Linked DNA regions of Mus musculus: all the other regions are linked to region 3. Evidence: chromatin contacts called from public Hi-C data. All regions are on one chromosome and are shown on one strand. The core of a region is the stretch at or near the end of the contact, and the rest is flanking DNA. Distances in the headings are between cores, read along the strand shown. Region 1 overlaps Cog5 (component of oligomeric golgi complex 5). Region 2 overlaps Cog5 (component of oligomeric golgi complex 5). Region 3 holds the start of Gpr22 (G protein-coupled receptor 22).

Region 1 (4,799 bases), core at 1,613-4,112, 43 kb after region 3:
TATCTCAGTGGTTGACTTGTTATTAACTGTTGTGTTTTATTTGTTGGAGTCTGGCATCTTTTTTTTTTTTTTTAAATGAGCTTCTCAGTCTTCTAGAATGAAAACATTCTAGATTAACATCATTAAAAACAGCTCTGATGAAGCAAAGTAACCACCACAAAAGGTACAGAAATCTCACTATTTACAGATGGATGGTATAGTACTGACTTACATCTGTAATACTACAGGGTAGGATTCTAAAGGCGTCATGCAGGCATGATTTTACTTGTCTAGCAGAGGGCCCACAAGATGGTATGACATAGCTCTCTCTAATAAAGTACAAAGAAATGTAATTTATTAGAATAATTCCCATTACTTATACAATGTTCTCTCTTGATGAACAACATTTGAAACTTTTTTTTCCTGAACAAAATAAAACTCCTAAACAAAAGAAAACAAAACAGACAAGTCATTGAATATATCAAAGATGGGTGAGGGGTAGCAAGCGAGACTCAGTCTAACCTGTCTTTTCCAAGTCTATAATGTTTGAGTAGTGAAAAGTGAAGAAAGAAAGGTGAAGTCCATTAATCCCCACTGGGGTCCAGGTTGACCTTGGACTCATTTCCCTCTATCTCAGCCACTTCCATACTCAGGCTATGGGCATGTGCTAATACCTTCAATGAGCACTATGCTCGTTGTTTTATACTATTTTTTTTTTTTTTTGGTTGATTTTTTTTCTAGTGCTTGAAAGGAGAGATCGTGGCTGCTCTTTCTGGCATGGCTGGTAGAACCACCAAATAAAGTTGCTAAAAAGGGAAAAAGATTTTTATATAAGTCCATGTTTTTAAATTATGTCACATGAGTAACATGGTTATTAGAAAATCAGGAAAAAAGGAGAAAGTCTGTTCAGAGAACAGATGGTGATACAGTGTATTTCTGTTGGCTCTGGCTTCCTTTGCATGACATATATGGAGTAGGTGCTAGCCAAGAGCAGATATGGTAAGATGCAGGAAAGAAAGCTATCACCCATTTTAATGGAAAGGATTTATCCTTCACCCTGGGTGAGACAGAGAGAAAAGAATAGGCTTTCAATGCTACGTTTCTCTAAAGCTTTGAAGAACGGGGAGATCAAACATTCCCTGAGAAGTGTTTTAGACTTGAAATATGATGATTCAGAGAGGGTTTACTAAGCCTCAGGCTATTCTATGCATAGTTTATGTGGTCATATCAATTAAGAATTAACTGGAAAAGTACAAAATTTAACCTGAAGCCCTTCTCCAGCATCCCATTTCTCCTAAATTTCATTAGAAGGCCAAGAGGTAGCAACTAACACCCTATTTTAAAATAATATTTTGCTTTGGTGTATTTTTTAAATCTTTGTTCATATCAATGATGTATGTATATGGAGGGTCACAGGATAACCTTGGTTGTTGGCCCTTACTTTCCAACTTGTTTGAGACAGTATCTTTTTTTTTTTTTTTTTTTAAAGAAAATTCCTTTACAATCTAGTTGAGCTGTGAATTTCTGGGGATCCGGCTGTCTCTGTTTCCTGTCTCCCTGTGAAAGAGTGTTGGGGTTACAGATGTGTGCTCCTGGCTTCAGCTTTACGTACAAGGTCTGAAGGATTTGAATTCAGGTCCCCGTGCCTGTGTAGGTGCTTCACCCTCTGAGTTATCTCCCCAGCACCGATGCAGTTTTTAGAGTTAGGAAGTATACTTCATATATCTCAATAGCCATCAAGCCATCTTATGAACATAGGTGATTTATTCTTTACCTTAGAGTCTCAGAAAGGGTAATGAGTTTCCTATGGTCATGTAGTCAACTGGTATCACAGTCCAGATATTCTAATTCCTAGTTCAGTATGATAGGTTGGGTTGGTTTTTTGTTTGTTTGTTTGTTTGTTTGTTTGTTTTAGGCTACTTAGGTAATTTGTCAAAGTGTAAGTTGTTTGATAATTTATATCAAATAGCTTAAAATGCTTCTTTGAATGGGTTTTGCTTTGGTACATCCTCTGTGAAACAAACAATTTCATCTTTGTAACTTTTTGACAGAAGCAATTCTAGATCCTTAACATTTTATGTATGAAAATGGAGACATAGTTCAGTGGTGAAATGCATGCTGAGTCTTTAGGTTCAGTCTTCAACTAAAACCACCATCAAAAGTAAATATGTGTAGCTGTAAATAAACAACAAAATAACACACAGGTATTGGTTGGTTTTGTGTGTTAAATTGACACAAACAAGAGTCATCAGAGAGGAAGAAGCCTCAATTAGGAAATGCCTGTGTGAGATCCAGCTTCAATCAGTGGGGGATGGCCCAGCTCATTGTGGGTGGTGCCATCCCTGGGCTGGTAGTTCTGTAAGAAAGCAGACTAAGTAAGCCATGAGAAGCAAACCAGTAAATAGCACCCCTCCATAGCCTCTGCATCAGCTCATGCTTTCAGGTTCTTGTACTGTTTGAGTTCCTGTCTGACTTCCTTTGATGATAAACAGCAAGGAGGAAGTGTAAGCTGAATAAAACCCTTTCCTCCCCAGCTTGGTTTTTTTTTTTTTTTTTTAATTTTTGTCATGGTGTTTTGCTGCAGCAATAGAAATCCTGACTAGACAGGTATGGGTTTTTTGTTTGTTTTGTTTGTTTTGTTTTTTAAAAGAGGTTCACTGTAGAAGAGAAATACATATATTGTATGTATTTCAGATCATCTGAAGATTGCTTGTGCTTTTTCTGAGGCATGCATTTGAATGATGCTCTTTGAAAAGTAAATGTGTGGGAGGAAGCGACTTTTGTTGATTGGTGACTATAGCCAGCTGCCCAGTCTCTGTGTCAGTTTTTATTCCTCTGCTTTTTTCTCACATAAACACCCAGGGGAGGCTCTGTGCTATTTTGGTGCTGGTTGAGAGTGTTGGGGATTCAGTCATACCCGTGCAAATCCCCCTATTCTCTTCTCAGTGCTTGCCTCTGTATCATGGTGTTATGTAATTTCTTTTTTATTTTCTTTTTTAAACTAGTTCTGAGACCTCAGAACATTTCTTGATGAGCTTGGTATTTATAAAGGCTTTATCTTGTTGGCAGTTAATACCCTTTGCATTGCACCTTCCTTTGGAAGATAGACTCCCCTTCTACAGTGTGAGGGACTCGGAGGATGCCAGCTGGGCCTGCACACCTTCCTCTAGGTGTGCTGCTCTTATCTACGTCTTGGCTGAATGGATTCAGCCTTTGGTTTTTGAACATTTGAAATTAAGTTCTAATAACTTGAGTGTACTTATCTAATAAAGTTATAATACTTAAAGGAAAAGTATTAAAATGCCAAAACACTTTTTTATGTTTTTGAATGTGTAACATTTAAAACTGCCTACCAAATTTATGAATGTCTTACTAGAAACACATTATGTTATCCATCTGTTTCTTTTGAGATGCTCACGTGTCAAATAATATATTGTTAACTTGTGCAGACTCTCAACCAATCCTTGATGTATGTATTCTTTGAAATCTTTATTTAAGGCCCTATAAGGAATGTTTTATTTTTAAGCAAATGTTTTGTCCATAGTACTGTTTTTAAATGGCGATATTATGCTTTTATGTATTTGTTATGTTGATGGTGTAGGCTTTCAGTTTTGTTCTCAATAATGCTACAGGAGCATTTCTGTACGTGTTCACTAATATACTCACACACAAGCACATGTTAAATATATCCAAATGCAATATTTTGGCCATAAAGATACTTGTTTGGAACATTTTTATGATAACTCCAAATTGCTTTTACTTTAAAATGTTCACATATGTATTTGCAAATATGCATGTACATTTCACTTGTACATGGTGCATATGTATGTAAATTTCATAATTAACATTGTAATAAATACTTTATACCCAGTTATATTCACTTTTTCCTTTTTAATATTATTTACCAACAGTTACAAAATCACTGATTGAAAGTATAGGGTTTTTTTAGTCCACTTACCTTACCTTTATATTTTTTTCTTGAATTCTACTTCAGATTGAAAGCTAAAGAATACAAAGAAATTAGGGAACCAGTGAGAAAACACAAGCAGCAATCCTTGAAACCTGACAATGGTGGAAGAAGGCAGAATTCATTTCTTAGTACCTTAAAATATTTAGCAAACTGGATATTATTTAAAATAAAGCCTTTATGTTCATTATTACTATTTATGCTCTTAATATGTGTGTCTGGGCTTTGGTTGGATTTTTTTTTGTAATTTATTAATCTTCACAATTTAAATAAAGGTAGATTCCCAGTAATAGCACTCATTTCATCAAATTTCCCTTCTAAGGAGATGCTAAAAATACATTAAACTCAAGTAGATCAACTTAATCTTGTATATTATGCCAGTGGAGGAAATTCAGCATGTACTGGTGTAAATTCTGTTTCATTTAGTACTGCCTAGTAGTCAGAGTGTTAGCAGTGCTGCCTATTTCTGTTATATCTAGAAGTAGCCCCCTGTGACCGTGCTGTATCAGCTCAAAGACTCCATCCTCAAGTCAGAGAATCTGCTCCCGTTTCTACCACTTTAACCTCCACCCCACAGACAGCTCAGCAGTTTAACCCCAAGCCTGAGTTCTTTTTACTCATGGAGTGGTCCAGTTCTCTGGTTTCCCTGCACTCTCAACCTACAGTTATAAAATCTGACATTTCATAAGTGTTTAGCTGTTTACTTCCTTACTAAATTTAGAATGTTAGCATTTACTGCTATCATTATCCTAACTTGGCTAAATTCGTTCCGTGGTAGGATTTTTATGCTTATATTTTTAGATAACAAATTGGAGAAGTAATATTGTCTGTCTTTTGAACCTAAAGCTTTTCT
Region 2 (4,821 bases), core at 1,156-3,655, 60 kb after region 3:
TCACTTCTAAGTCAGATCTTTGAGAGAGGAAGACGTGTCTTTAATTTGGGTCATAGCTTCTGCTGGCAGCTATGTAAAGACATGGAAGAAGGAAGCTTTTGCTCTTTGTCTGTTTCCTCTTACCTCCTTAGCAAGTCTATCCCTCCACTGGCAGGAGAGCCTACTTCTTTAGGATTCCAGCATATATGGAAGACCAGCAGAGACATCCAACCCTGAGGAGTGAGCAACTACTAGATTTTTGGACTTTCTGTTCTCAACCAGCCACTTTTGGATTAGCTGGGCCACAGCTCACAAGTTATTCTGATAAATCTCCTTTCTATAAGTAGAGAGAGAGTCTTTCTATATAGTCTGCTACTCTAGAGAGCCCTGACTAATACAGTATGTGTAGGAGCATACACATATGAGAGCAGGTAAGAAATGGGCATCAGAGCACCTAGGGCTGGAGTTACTTGTAGTGTTGAGCTACTTGATATGGGTGACAGGAGTTGAACTCAGGACCCTCCCAAGTTGTAGTGTACATGCTTTTAGCCACTAAGCTATCTCTTAAGCTCATTTAAAAAAATTTTTTTTTAATTTTATTTTATGATTTTTGGGTATTTTGCCTGTATATATGTCTGTATACCACATTCATTGCCTTGGATGTCAGAAGAAGGTGCAGATCCCCTGAAACTGGAGTTACAGATGATTGTGAACTGCCATGTAGGTTCTGACCATCAACTGTGGCTCCTTTAGAAGAGCAGCCAGTTCTCTGATTCACTGAGTTGTCTCTCCAACCACTGTTTTCTTTTCTTTTTCTTTTTTAATTTGCTTAAGTGTGTGGCTGTAACCCTAAAACAGAGGTCCTAAACACTGGTCGAAGAATCAGATATGTCTTCCTAGTGAGTGGTCAAGAGAAACACTAGAGATTACAGAATAAACACAAAACAACAACAAAAAAAGCAGATGACTTAGAACACCAAACGTACTGAAAAAGGACTACTAAGAATTAAATGCAGACCAAATAAATCTGGTGTGTGCAGGGAACCAAAGGCTATCATACTAAGCTTAACCTGGAGATAGGGAAAAATGATAAAATCATATGGAGGGAGGATACAGGATTTCTTAGAAGCAAGACCATTGGAAAATTCTGGGTGCTAAGTGGAGCTGATGAGAGCATGCTGACAGCAGGCAGCATGGATATTAAAGGAAGTCCAGACGGTGATAGAAAGCAGAGAGTAAAAGCTGAGAGGACGATCATTCAGAGTAACTGATGGGAGAATTGTGGTTCACCGTGTGCTTTTGTACATACATTTTACTGGAGCACTGCCAAGCTAATTTAACTGCAGACTGTCTAAGGCTGTGGCCCCTGATACAGCAGCAGAAGGCAGTATTTATGATGGAGGTAGCATAACCTATGACGTGTCAATCACTTAGGATTTGGCTCTTTACATTACTTCTGGTATTAGGTGATTGTCAAGTTTCATATGTGAACAGCATACCTGTAACGGCTACAAAATGCAGGAAAAGATGAGTGTGATGACTCTGGGGTGTGGGGGGTGTGTACGAGTGTGCACGCACACACGCTCACTCACACACATGCATACATTTAGGTCATGGGACATGGGGCAGGAGAGGTTGTTTAATTCCCTGGAGCTAGAGTTACACGTGGTTGATAATTGTTTAACATGGATTCTGAGATCCAAACTAGGGTGATCTGCAAAAGAAGCAAGCACTCCATGACTGGTTTTTACTATTCGTAGTTTCAAGATCATTGCAGTGTATACTTGAAACAATGCAGGTGACCATTTCAGTGACCTTACCTGGCATCTAGCCTACCTTCCTTTTAGGATAATGGGTTAGGTCTTTATTGTCATTTTTGACAGATGGTGTTACCTTTGTGCTTAGTGTTACAGCCTGAATGGCACTTCAATTGTGGAGTCAGTTGTGCTAAGGTCTAGGGTCCTCATACGGTCTGGGACCATGTTATATTTTCTTTTAAAACTTATTTTTTTAGAAAATGTACATAAACAATTTGATCTTTCTTTTTGTTTTTCTTTAGTCAATTGTACATTATCCATGTTTAGGTTGATATAGCCTGCTAGCTTACTAAATCATTACCATACCATTTCTATTTTCAAAATCATAAATCTTGTAGGTACATAGAAACTGTTATGTCTCTCTGTGTATAAAAAAACCCCATAAACATATGTAAGTAAACTTCCAAAGTCAGCAGTTTTATTTCACATGAATAAGCCTTACAGTAAAGACGTAATTCTATATGCAAGTGATTTATAGTGGTATTACTGATACTTGACAAAAACTTGGGAAGGACTGGCATGCTTTCTGTGCGGTGGTGTGTGATAGATCTCAGTATTAGGGCAAAACTGCATAGAAGTCTCCGTCTCAGATGTGGGGAAGATCTGCCAGCCATCTTCAATCTTTTATTCTCTGCTGTTGACCCTCAGAGAGAAAATAGTATTTCAGCAGGCTCCATTACTTCAAGCTTTAAAACTAGCTTTCAAAAATAGGTGATGGAGATTTTGATCTGGATGAGTTCCTGCATCACCATAGATACCCGGCCCCCACAGGGAAACGATGACATTTTAATTAGCAAGATGGGTTTAACTTGTGAATTACAAGCTTTCCCAGCAAACAAGCACAGGGCTGGTGGAGGCTCTGGGAGGGTGAAGGAAGATAATGTTTGTGTCTTCAGAGGTCATCATCTGTACTCAGTTCTTTCAGGGCCTAGGACCTGGTCCTAGAGACCACAACTGAACAGCCTCACACTTGCCCTGTATCCCCAAGGCAGGAACCTCCTTGGTTAAGTCTGGGGTCCTGGTGGGTATCAGTTTTCAAACAACAGTCCTGTAAGAGTGCCCCCCAGTCAGGGTTCTGAACACAACTGTGTAGGACTATAGGCCATCAGAGAACAATTGCAGGGCTCACAGTGTGCACTCAGGCTCTCTGCTTACTTTGTGACTGAAAAGTCTGGTATTTGTCTTGAATAAATTCTCAGAGTTAACCAGTTTCTTAAGCTCTTAAAATAAATTGCTGGAAGTGTTAAACACAGTAGCATATATACTAAACATAGAAACAATATACTTCAGCAGGCAACTTTAAAACATGTTCTCCTCTCTTACATGGGACCTGATGAACATATTGTGATGTCCTTTTAAACATTATTTGTGACCATCTTTCTCCTTTGATTCCTAGTTTTGGTGACCACTATTCCCTTAGGTTCTGAGAGTGGACTTTTCAGCTCACACGAATGAGTGAGCCTGTGCATGTAGAGTCTGCCTTCAGTGTTTGCTTGGTTAAACACTGCCAATGGTGCTCTATCCGCTTGACGGCTGAGTAGGTTTGTGTTATATGTGCCACGGTTTATTCACTTGTCTACTGGTAGGTGCCTAAATTGTTTTCAATACTGTTGTTATTGTGACTAGTAATAAATAAAATTTGCACATAATTTTGTATTTATAGTGATTTTATCTCATTGAATGCATATGTGGGAGTGAAATCACTAGATGATAGAGTAGTTCTTTTTTAAGGATTTTTTTTGCTTTCTATTGCTCTTTCAAGAAGAGTTGTGTTTGCTAGGTATCCCGCCTTGTTACTCTCTCCTCCTTAGTTTTAGAGCCTGGCCTCACTGTCCATGGCCCTGTGCTTCTGGCCCCAGGCTTCAGCACTCTACCTGCCTTCACCCTTCATAGGCGTGGGTGTGGATGGCTGTGCCTAGCTTTTTTCTTGGATGCCTGGATATAAACTAGGTCTTCAATGTAATATAGCCAGTACTGTTAACACTGCATGTCTTTCTAGCTTACAAGTTTGATTTCTTTTGAGAAACAGTCCATCTCTAAAGTTCTGGCTAGCCTTGAAGTCACTTTGTGTAGCTCAGATAAGTTCCAGTCTCCTGAGTCCTGAGATTACTGGGTGTACCACTAAGCCTGACTTTGATTTTACTTTTCTGATATATATGTATATTTGTGTGTTAATACATGTGTATAAGCCGGGCGTGGTGGCGCACACCTTTAATCCCAGCACTTGGGAGGCAGAGGCAGGTGGATTTCTGAGTTCGAGGCCAGCCTGGTCTACAGAGTGAGTTCCAGGACAGCCAGGGCGCACAGAGAAACCCTGTCTTGAAAACCAAAAACCAAAAACCCAAAAAACAAAAAAACAAACAAAAACCCCATGTGTCTAGATGCATGTGTGTACACATTGAGGCCAAGTCAGGTGTCTTCCTTGACAGTTCTTCACATTGTTTTCAAGAGCCAATCTCTTACTGAACATGGTGCTTGCAGATTCAGCGAGGCTGACTTGCCAACGACCTCCGGGGCTCCTTCTGTCTCTAAGTAGTGCTGGGATTATAGGTGCCCCACCACACCTGCCTTTTATGTGAGCCTGTGAACTAAACTCAGGTTCTCAGGCCCGTGCAGCAGGGACTTTGATCACTGAACCGTCTCACTAGCCGTTTCTAGTTTTGTCCTGTCTTCTTAATGACTGCACCCAGTTATCCTCCCACCAGCATTGCATAAGCTCCCTTCCTTCATACCGTCACCAGCATTTATTTTTACTTTTGATGATGACCATCATAACGGGTGAGATGATGTTGCATTATGGGTTTGAAGTGCTTTTGTTTGCGATTATAAGATGATATGATGAAGAGGCTAAGCATTCTTTCATATGTTTGGCCACGTGCATCTCTTCCTTTAAGGACTATCTGCTTAGGGGTAGCATGTTTTTAAGTGGATTATTTGGTAGTTTTGGTGCTTGGCTTTTTGAATTGCTTATATAGTCTAGATGCTGATGACCAACTTGTTTGTTTTCCCCTCCCTGCCTCCTGGT
Region 3 (4,909 bases), core at 26-2,525:
TTTTGAATTAATCACAAGTTACTTTGGTTAGAGAAATTAATCCATGTAGCATTTGTTCTCAAAATAAGCAAACTGTATTGCTGTAGGCATAGCTATAGTCATAAAATGAAGCTTCTTCAAATAAAATCTCCTTTTCAAAATAGAAATAATACTATGTTACCTGATTGAGCCGCAGAATTAGCATTGAAATATAAACATGAGAAAAACTGTAATTCTGAAATATTCCTCTTCTCTCTTAGAAGCGATTTTGAATGTTCAGAGATTATGAACAGTTAGTATTCAGTAAACATACTACCACGTCCCCCTGGGTAATAAATTTAACATTTCCCGCATGCTGGGAAATATTGCAGCTTGTTTAATTATTAGCACATAGCTTGAACTTTAACTCATTAAACCAGATTCTGTGATAAGACACTATAAATTTCTTTTGATGAATTGCTCATGTGGGTGAAATGTAAATGGTAGTAAAAAAAAATCTTAACTGCATATTAAATAATTTTCAGTAAGCATGCCTAATTATAATCTTAACATAAAACAGCCAGAGAGTCAACTAGCTTCTTATAAGAAATATGAATGTTCTTTTAGCACTTGAGAAAGGCTGTATTATTGACATTAAGAATATTTGGTATATCCGAAGAGACTTAAGAGCTGCTGTTTTTGGAGTTCATTGTAGAGAACAGAACAGAATGGTTTTTTTTAACAGTGCACCCTAAAAATTACATTAAAATACATCATGTGTTAAAAGAAACCAATTTAAAAATTACCTATTTACCAATAAGTAGAAGGAAAACAATCAAACTCTTAAAAATTTAGGCTAAAAATTCCAAAGTAATTTTATTCCACTGTGCTGTTTCAAAAGCACCTATATACTATAATAAGGAACACATCTTACCTCTGCTAAAGAGCTGACGAGTTCCTGATGTAGTTGAAGCATTTCCAGTTTTGATTGATTCATTCTGTTGATTTGAAAGTACAAGGGCTGGGGGAAAAGGGTTATAAAAATCTCTTCCAAGCGACCTTAATGGAAATGTATCTACTGTGCCATTGTTTCAGCAGCCCTGCTAATGTATAGAATATGTAGTGCTGCTTCGGCTGCAGCAGCCTCTCACTCTTCCTACTGTGGAGTCAATAAGCATCTGAAAATGCGTAATGAAAGTAATTTAGCATACTGAAGGCTTCTTGTCTCCTGAGACAGCATTCGGATCCAGGCTTTCTGAAAAGGAAGGGCACTGCTCTGGAGAGGGAAGCCTGCTCCGAGCAGCTTTTGCAGAGTGACAGCCTACCTTGTCGCTTCTCCCCACTGCAGAGAGATGCAGTGCATTCACTAATTTTGATTGGCCAGTTGTATTGGCTTAAACTGCTTCATATGTATGGCAGGGGTGTTCCCCCCCCTCCCCAATGGCTTTATATAAGGATGCTGTTTTAAAAGCCTAAGTTTTTTTAACTGGTTGTTTGTTGCTCTTAAATAGAATATGAGTAAATTAGTCTTTTAAAAATGTGTATTTGGTTCTGGCTTATTGATTCCCAATGCCAAACATTAAGAACATAGTTTTTTTCTTTTTTGTTGTGTTTCTGCTTTTGTTTCGTGTATGTGTGTGTCGAGGAGGTTACATCGTAAAAATAATATATTTTAAGTCTGGGTAACTGGACTGTTAGTAGCTGTGTCTGCTTTGGGTTGAGGTTCTTTGTTCTACAGATAGAAAGCCCTGCATCTTCACAGTGAACCAGGTTTGATTTCAACTAGTTTGTTTGTATCCAAGTCATTTCTTTGTATTTTAAATTGTAATTATTTTATGTTACTTACTGACTTCAGTGTTCATTCACTCAGATATTTCTTCATTTCATTCATTAGTTCATGTTACTGATCACATAGACTAAAGGGGATTATATCACAAAACATTTGTAGCTATTCCATTGCTTGCATAATGGTAGAGTATGTGGACATGGTAATCTTAGTCCTCACTTGTGCTGATATTTTTATGTATATGTGTGTACTGATCATTTTCTATTAATATTTTATCTCACTGGGCTATTTCTGTTTGTAACATGGGCACATTTCTTGGTGGATTGATCTTTCTTAAATATTGTATATGGTGATTACTGATGCTGCTGGCAAATATATGTGGTAAAGAAAATGTATGTATTCTCATAGGCTATAAAGCTAAACTATTTAAGATGAGTGTTAAAAGTAACAAAGGAATGATAAAAATAAAACATTAATTTAAAATTAAATTTCTATCAATTGTTAGTAATTTAAAATACATTTCTGTTCTTGTTAGTGAGGTACATATCTTTTTAGGCGGAAAAATATGTAGTAGCCAGATTATTTTTTAGATTACATTTCTGTATATATGTGTGTGCATCTGCCCTGATGCACATATCATGGTCAGAGGACACCTTGTAGGAATTGGTTCTTTCTTTCCATCACTTGGATTCTGGGGCAGGAACTCAGACATTAGACTATTTTCTTAATGTTTGGCATTGGGAATCAATGAGCCAGAACGAAATACACATTTTTAAAAGACTAATTACCCATTGAGCCAAAAAGGAACATGGTACTGATGGCTATGTTATTAGCATATTAATCATGACTTATTTCCAGTTTTAGGAATAGTGTTGAGTTTTCAAAGTGTTGTATCCTAGATTTTTAAAAATTTGTCACTAGAATTAATTTTTTTATAATTTTGAAAAGTAATATGCACTGTTTAAATCTTTTATGGCTAGTATTGAAGTTTTATTGGGGAATAGCTGATGAGTACATGGGTTTGAATTGCATTCTTTAGAAATTGAAAGTAATATGGACATTTTGTTGTGAGTTTTGAAAAAAATCTTGCATAGCTTTGTGTCATAAGGTTTGGTAATGATAAAAATGAAAAAGTTCGGCTACTTATTACTCATGCATTTTCAAAGTTATAGAGGAAGATCTTGCTAGCATGACAGATATGTTTAAGGCAGATGATACAAAAATGTTATTTTAAACTAAAAACTACATTCAGAGGGAACATCTTACCATCATTTAGTTGAATGATTAGAATATTGAAATTATTAATATAATAATCTATATAGTGTTCTTCTGTTAGAGAGTTAAGTGCTTAGGCTTATTGTGAAAAAATCTTGATCAAGAAGAAGACATAAAGACTAAGAGAAATCTATTGATTTCCCAAAGTGTGGGTTTGTTGTATCAGTCTATTATAGCCCTGGGAGCCTACTTTTTGAGCTAGTGGGCCAAAAGGCCTATGATTGTAACACTGTTTGATCTGAGTTCACGCTCTACTTATTAGCGATACACATTTTGTAATTTAAGTAACAGTATAGCTGTTGTTGAAAAATATTTGTGACTAAATGAGATGACTTTTCTAAGTTACAGAAAGGTTATTTTGAGAAACTATATCTGAATTTTATGTAAGTAGTAATTGTAGAAAAAAGCTCAAGCCTGGACATTTCTGTGCATTCCCTGTGTAACTGAGTTATGATTGAAGACACATGAGAAACCACAAATAGCAGTTTTTAAAATACAATACTTAGTCTAATGGTTTTGCTTTATTAAATTCACAAATGAGTTTAGAACTTGTATGTTGCTAAAATTTTCACAAGGTAATTTTAAAGTCCTCTGGTCTTAACAAATAATGTAATAATAATAGTAATAAACACTAGATTAAGAATTGGATTAAAAAACTGGGTATCATGGCACACGCCTTTAATCCTAGCACTCAGGAAGCAAAGGCAGGTGGATCTCTGAGTTTGAGGCCAGTGTCATCTACAATGTGAGTTCCAGCACAGTCAGGGCTTCACAGAGAAACTCTGTCTGGAGAGAAAATAGATTACATTATTTTTATGAAAAATTACATATGTTAGAATTTATGAAGATTCTGTTTCCATGGTAACAGTTTCTTTTACACTGTACACTTAATTCCAGTGTTCAGATAAGATACTAATTTTTGAAAACTGCTGCAACTGGTGATTTAAATAAAATTTTACGTTACAAAATAACTTCATAGGTTAATTTTTTTTACCTTATAAACTGGAAATATAATTTGCTTTTTCCAATGATAACTGAGCAGCATATGTGAATCTAACCCTGAAGTACAGTTCAAAATTGTTTTTTAGAAGTTATATTTTCCCTTTAGTTATAAATACTTTTATTATATATCTGTTTTAATTCCTAAAAGTTTGTGGCCAGTTCTGATAATATACTTTTGATGAGTTTATAAATAAAAATTTTAATTTATGAAATATTTTAATTAACTATCTGAAAATATTTGGGAGAAAAGCATAAATGTAAAGATAATTTCTAACTGTGGAAAATCACTCTTTAAGCTTCAGAAAGAGTGCTTTTCCGAAGAATACTTAACATGGTTAACACTATTTATGACACTGGGACTCAGGGAAGAAGTTTTCATTTGGCTTCTCAACTTGAAATTTCTTATACAACAGATTCTCTGTCAGGAAAATAAAAATGGACCATCCTTTGAGACCTCAGTCCAGGACTGAAAGAATACTATGAATTTCATGTGTTCAGCTGTGGCTTAGTTTATCAATTTTGTAGTTTTTTACTTATACATTCTGTACATACTTTGCTGGATTTGTACTCTGTTATTACATTTTTTAATGCTATCAAAACAATATCTAATTCTCTCTCTCTCTCTTTAAATTTTAATTCCTTGTTGCTAGGGCACATGACTATAGTCATAGTGGTGTTTGGTCTTTGTGGTGATTGAATGAAAATAGTCCCCTTAGGCTCATAAGGAGTGGCACTATTATTAGGTGTGGCCTTTTGGAGTAGGTGTGACCTTGGAGTAAGTATATCAATGGAGGTGGGCTTTGAGGTTTCAAGTCTAATCCAATGTCACTCGATCTTTTCCTGTTGCCTGCTGGCCTGCTGGTCCAGATGTAGAACTCTGACTTTGTC

The links. A called contact is a pair of places that touch in the nucleus more often than the background predicts.
Region 1: a contact with region 3 is called in a Hi-C map of cortical neurons, with 2.1 times the contacts expected there. The contact joins the enhancer-like site here to the promoter of Gpr22 in region 3. A contact is called at or near these places in 1 of 39 promoter capture datasets (macrophages), 2 of 484 Hi-C or Micro-C datasets (cortical neurons and nephron progenitors), 3 of 115 datasets of contacts at active chromatin or transcription factors (embryonic stem cells and neural progenitor cells) and 3 of 9 other capture datasets (adipose tissue, liver and pancreatic islet).
Region 2: a contact with region 3 is called in a Hi-C map of cortical neurons, with 2.3 times the contacts expected there. The contact joins the enhancer-like site here to the promoter of Gpr22 in region 3. A contact is called at or near these places in 1 of 39 promoter capture datasets (hippocampal neurons), 3 of 484 Hi-C or Micro-C datasets (cerebral cortex, cortical neurons and nephron progenitors), 1 of 115 datasets of contacts at active chromatin or transcription factors (embryonic stem cells) and 1 of 9 other capture datasets (liver).

The regions. Positions count from the first base shown.
Region 1 is chr12:31,753,724-31,758,522 of GRCm38.p6, forward strand. All of the region lies in intron 6 of Cog5 (component of oligomeric golgi complex 5), which reads left to right. Among named protein-coding and RNA genes, the nearest start is that of Gpr22, 42 kb to the left of the region's middle. Within about 2 kb of position 2,863, at least 27 of the 459 cell types and tissues checked have an H3K27ac peak or open chromatin away from gene starts, as enhancers often do. A contact at or near this core is called in cortical neurons, where this site is marked.
Region 2 is chr12:31,771,241-31,776,061 of GRCm38.p6, forward strand. All of the region lies in intron 7 of Cog5 (component of oligomeric golgi complex 5), which reads left to right. Among named protein-coding and RNA genes, the nearest start is that of Gpr22, 60 kb to the left of the region's middle. Within about 2 kb of position 2,406, at least 15 of the 459 cell types and tissues checked have an H3K27ac peak or open chromatin away from gene starts, as enhancers often do. A contact at or near this core is called in cortical neurons and hippocampal neurons, where this site is marked.
Region 3 is chr12:31,712,608-31,717,516 of GRCm38.p6, forward strand. It overlaps Gpr22 (G protein-coupled receptor 22), which reads right to left and starts at 1,276. Exons shown (of 3, transcript NM_175191.5): 1 at 893-1,276. The region is part of intron 6 of Cog5 (component of oligomeric golgi complex 5); the gene reads left to right.